Linked DNA regions of Triticum aestivum: region 2 is linked to region 1. The links are chromatin contacts, called in public Hi-C maps. All regions are on one chromosome and are shown on one strand. The core of a region is the stretch at or near the end of the contact, and the rest is flanking DNA. Distances in the headings are between cores, read along the strand shown.

Region 1 (2,786 bases), core at 128-2,627:
GTAAATGATAGATCTGCTCAAGCAATATGGCATATAGAAGACTTAAGGTCATTGCAATTCCGTTGGCCTACTTAATACTTGCTCTCTATAAACCAAGAGAATGATGCTTATGCCAGCTTACCATAGAATATATTCCTTTAAAATACTGCATAAGTTATGATATTCCACAAGTAGACAATATGACTTGACATTCTTAGCACAAAAAACCTCGGTTCAATTCACAATCATCTTCAATAAGCACATCTGAAACGCTACAACCCGATTAGTAGTTGTCATTGTCTTCATCTTTATTCTAGAACTCTCTTTCTCTTCATATCGAGATTAGGAGCAGGACTCTGGAACAAGGAGAAACCTTGCGTTTCTCCCTAATCAAACCGCAGATAATGAGTAATAATTTAACTTGCAGTGGGACTGTGCAACCAAAGGTGAATCCTGGAGTGGGAAGCTGGGTCAGTAGGGTGTGGAGACAAGGATAAGAGCAGATCCTCCGTGAGCACGAAAGAAGGGGATGTGTGTGGATTGCGGAGAACTCGGGTGGATTCCATATAAGGTATGCAATGATCTTGATGTGCTGAAATCCACTGGTAGAGTTCAATCCACTGGTAGAGTTCAAGATAACTCCAGGGAATCCTCACACAAGCTATTGCAACAACAAACTATGAAGTTCTAGAAAGCTGAAACATTATAAGTTCGCATGCATATATATAAAAAGAAACACAAACAATTTGGATGAACCCAAAAGCAAGATGAGCAGCTCCTACTCGTTAGCAAAATTGCACACTAATAAACATTGTGGCCACTAACAGGAAGGCCCACCGGATAAGTGGAATTGAAATAAACGCAATTCATATGCTCGAAAAGAAGAAATGCCAAAAATTCATCATCTAAGCCCGCATGTATTTAGGACTCTGCCCCAATATCCTAACTCTTCTTCCGTACATCCAAACGAATCAACCCATGCACTCGGCAACGGCACGCAATCTCAAAACAGGAACACGGATCGATCGACTTGCGCAGAATAACTCGCGGATGAACAACCGCGCAAAATCGCAGAAAAACATCCGACCAGCGCGCTCGCCTCGCACAGATCCCGAAATCGCAAGATTGCACGATCGCCGCGTGAGCTACAGAAGTGTCGATCAACGAAACCCACCGGGAATCAACGGATAACAACACGCAATCGGACCAAAACACTTCGCACCGCGAGAACTATGGATTCAGCACCAAATCGCAACCAGATATAGCGAGATCGGGTTAGGGTTCGTTACCTAGGAGAAGGGGTTGGGACGGAGGGAGGGGAGTGCCGACTTCACGCGGGTGGCTGGGTGGGGAATCCTCTCCTCTGGCTGTCGGCTGCTTAGGAATATTGAGCGATAATAAGTTTCCGCTGTGTTATTATATCACCAGGTGGTGACAGAGCTCGGCATCGGCCCGCCGCAGCCAGCTCGCGGCAGGATGGGCCTGGGAAGCCCGTTTCTTGTCAGCCGGACCCTCATACCATGGGCCTAAGACATCCCGCGTGCTTCCCAGCATAACAGCTGTTCTGTTTTATATTCTCAAAAAAAAAAGCTGTTCTGTTTTATTTTTTATTTTTCAGATTTTGGTTTTTCTTTCATTTTTAAAAAAATATTTTTGTGCATTTAATTATTCTATAGTTTTTGTAAGTTTTTTTTCCGAATATATGGTGAAAATTTTCTAAAATATACAAAAATTGTATAAGGTGAACATTTTTCAAGTACACATTGAACATTTTCTATATGTGATGGACTTTTTAAATTATATGACGAACACTTGTCAATACACACTAAACATATATCTAATATACAGTGAATTATTTTTAATATAGGGTGAACACTGTTTTAATATACACTGAACTTATTTTGAAATGGAGAGAGAGTAGAACTTAAAAAAAACACATTTTCAGAAAATTTAGAAGTTATTAGTGTTTTCAAAAATATTCATGTTTTCAAAAAATGTTCAAATAAACTAACCAAGAAACCGATTCACTACAATGCACTGGTCGCTACAGTGCCAGCTTTACAATGGTACAAAGAGCGCTACAGTTTCGCGTAGAAGCGGTGTGTCGCCCTCTAGATGTGTCGGCCTATTTGAATCACGCCTATGCGAAGGCACGGCCGTTTGCTGACGCGGGTAGTTTTTTTTCCGAGACAATGCTGCCGCCAACAGCTATATCTTGCAGAACAAAGGTTCTCTCGATGAAGCGTCTCGACTAATCAAGCCGGCCCACTACAACATATATTTGCGACAAATAGTGTAAAAGGGTAGTGTCGTGGTACTAAGTCTGACAGTAAGTATAGAGGGTACGTATGAGGAGGCAAGGTCCTAGCTACGGCGAGATTGTACGCAAGTGTTTACGACTTCAGGCCCCTCTCGGAGGAGGTAAAAGCCCTACGTCTCGGTGCCCGGGGGCGGTCGACTGAATTATATGAGTGTGTGTGTTACAGGGGGTGCGAACCCTTGTGCCAGAGGAGGAGGGTGGCTTATAAAGAGTTCGCCAGGACCCCAGCCATCCCCCTTTACAGAGGGTTCAACGTACATAAAGATTAGGGCGTTATTGGTAACGCCAGCCTTAAGTGCCTTAAATGACCTTAAAGATTACGGAGTGAATGCTCGCCCGTTGCTGTTCTGAGTGACTCCTGGTCTTCAGTAGGTCGAGTGGTTTCTTGTATGATCGAGTGGTTGACTGGTCGTGTGACTTCGGGAAGGAGGGATACCCGAGTGGTTCATTGGTCGAGTGGATTGCACTCGACACCTTTATTGGGTAC
Region 2 (2,786 bases), core at 170-2,669, 220 kb after region 1:
GTGGCATCATTGCCACGGCACGGGCGCTCGCACGCGCGCGGCGGCGGGGCCAAAGTGCAGCTTGCTTCGGCCGTGCTCCGGCGGCGCGTAGTCCAAGGCCGCCGCTTTCCGGCGATGAACCGATGCCCGGCTGTGGCCGGACAACCGCATCTTATTCAAGGCAGGATGCGAAATGAAATGGCCTTTCAGATCTTCTTCAACAAAAGGTGGTATGTAGGGTAGAAATAGTAAAAGTCTTGCTCTGCCCGGCCCTTTCAGGAGACATCCCTTCTTTTTTAACTCTAGACTACTCCAGGAGTACTTGCAGGTCCACGGACCAGATATCAGCACAACAGGAGTGACAAGAGGTAAACCAAACCACATCGTACTCCAGGTCTAGCTCTTAGCATTTTATTGCTCCAAGAGAAGTTGTTAATTAACTTTTTACTCCCTCCGTTCCAAAATAATTGTCTTTCTAGCCATCTCAAATGGACTACAACATACGGATGTATGTAGACATGTTTTAGAGTGTAGATTCACTCATTTTGCTCCGTATGTAGTCACTTGTTGAAATCTCTAGAAAGAGAATTATTTAGGAACGGAGGGAGTACAAGCTAATTTTACTGTGCTCATACAGGTTACTGCGTGTCTGCCAACTTTTATTCTCCTTCAGAACTACAGTACACACTACACTGTAGAGTATGAGGTTGGCTTTCAAAATTATTGCCTTCGCAGCTGCACCGCTACACATGGAACGAATTAAGACTACATTTATTGGCTCCTGCAAGTGAAGGCGGTGGGTTTCGGCCTTATCAACCCGTGGGCCCCACGTGCAGCCGTGCAGAAGAACCGAAGGGTAGATCGAACGGGTGAAAAGTAATAAGAAGGAAAAAAGATCCACAGTACAGCGACTTTGAAGAGCTCCTGACAGTACTGAGAGTTTGAGGCGAAGACGTACGTACCGATGAAGTCGATGACGAGGCGGCCGTCGCAGTAGCGGCCGGCGGGCATGCCGAAGAAGGTCCTGCCGTTGGGCGGCGGCGCGGCGCCGAAGGCAGCCGACAGCCCGCCCGTGTCCGAGTTGGAGTCGCCGAAGTTGAACACGGCCGGGAAGTGGCAGTCGGCGCCCGCGCCCGCGCCCGCTGAGGCCTGCAGCAGCCACAAGAACACCAGAGACAGCAGCGCCGCGGCTCCGGCCGTGGCGGTGCAGCCAGAGCCACCGGACGCCATTCCGTGGGTCAGGTGAGTGTGGCCGCACTGAGGAGGCGGGATGAGGGTGAAGGACGAGTGCGCGCGGGCGGGGAGGACGGGGTGGTGGGGGTTTTGATGGGGTCGGGCGCGGATGGATGGGTGGATCGGCGGATGGAGATGGCCCAAATGCGGGGCGCAGGATTTCGGGCGCGGTGCCGCGGCCGATAGCGATAGGGGGCGTGGCGTGGTGGGGGTGACTGGTGAGGGGAGATGACGGCGCCGATGCCCTCCCTGCCTTTGGAGCGCTGCGTCCGTGGCGTGCGCGCGGGCGGTGTTCTGTTGGACTGTTACGTTACGCAAAATTCGCAAAAAAAAAGAAGTCCCTTTTTGAGGAAAAAAAGATTAAAACGTTTCGTTGCGTGCAGGTGCAGACACGGGCTGATGGTGCACACGGCTCACGGGCGCGCTAGTCTGTCCTCGCGGTCTGGCGCGGGATGCGAGGGGTGTTCGTTTGCTGTTGGTTTGTGGCCTCGTTTGCTGTGGTTCGGGACATGGTTATCTTTTCTTGTGTAGTCCGACAAGTGGCGCTTGTCACGCACTTACGCTACGCTTTAGGGCATGTACAATGATTGATAAGGTAGTCTTATCTTAAATTTTGCATGTAAATTAGATATGACAAAAAACATGTATACAATGGATCATCTCTTAGCTTTATTTTCAATAATTAGTTGTTCCTAAAAACATGGTGAGACAAATTGTGCTAAGAGATCATCTCTTGTCTTCTCTTAAATAAGAGAAGACAAGGCTTCTCTTATGATTTCTCTCTCCTCCACCTCATCATTTATCCTACGTGACACTCTGAAGATAAAACCATTGTACATGCCCTTACATATGGGCTAGGCTGCTCTTTTCCCTTTGGGAAAAAATCAAAATAAACCTTGAATTTGTAGAGCCAAGGTAAATCGAGTCCTAAACTTCTAATCCTTGAAATCAGCACACTGAACTCTTTAATCCCGATTTATTTTGAACCTTGAGTGTATTCCCAAACAGAGACAGCAGGTTGAACCCAGGATCTTCAGCTGCGGCTGGACGCGACTGGGCCGGCCCACCAGGCGCAAAAGAAAAATTCTAACGTTTTTCTCGTAACGTGCGATGTAATAATATCCGGCCCAGGCGCAAAGTCTTTTTTCTAACGTTTTTGTTGTAACGTGTGATGTAATAATAATATCAAAAAATAAAAGGTACCAAGAATCGAACTCACGACCTGGCACTAGTAAACTCATCCTGACAGCCATTCTACCTAATAGCTGCTTGTGTCAAAAGAGAAGGGTGAAATATTTAGAGACGTGGCAGAGCCGAGATTTGAAAAGCTTTTTGTAATTTTTCGAAGCGTTTTACTGAAAATTGTCAATAACTTTGAAATAAGAATATTCCTAAAATAAAATAGTAATTTTTAAATCTCCAAACTCTTTTGCAAAAATGTGAATTTTTTTTGGAATTACGAACATTTAAAAAACACAAATGAATTTTGTAGACATGAATCATTTATGAAATCCCCCCAAAAAATAAAGTGCAGACACTTTTTGGGAAAAAGGAACAAATTTTCAAAACACTAT

What was found. A called contact is a pair of places that touch in the nucleus more often than the background predicts.
Region 2: a Hi-C map of leaf shows a contact between it and region 1, with 8 times the contacts expected there. The contact joins the promoter of LOC123044380 here to the promoter of LOC123044375 in region 1. A contact is called at or near these places in 3 of 5 Hi-C or Micro-C datasets (all in leaf).

The regions. Positions count from the first base shown.
Region 1 is chr2B:206,641,265-206,644,050 of IWGSC CS RefSeq v2.1, forward strand. LOC123044375 (eukaryotic peptide chain release factor subunit 1-3) reads right to left here and starts at 1,378. Exons shown (of 3, transcript XM_044467106.1): 1 at 1,269-1,378.
Region 2 is chr2B:206,856,465-206,859,250 of IWGSC CS RefSeq v2.1, forward strand. LOC123044380 (GDSL esterase/lipase ACHE) reads right to left here and starts at 1,420. Exons shown (of 5, transcript XM_044467108.1): 1 at 942-1,420. The coding sequence starts at 1,209.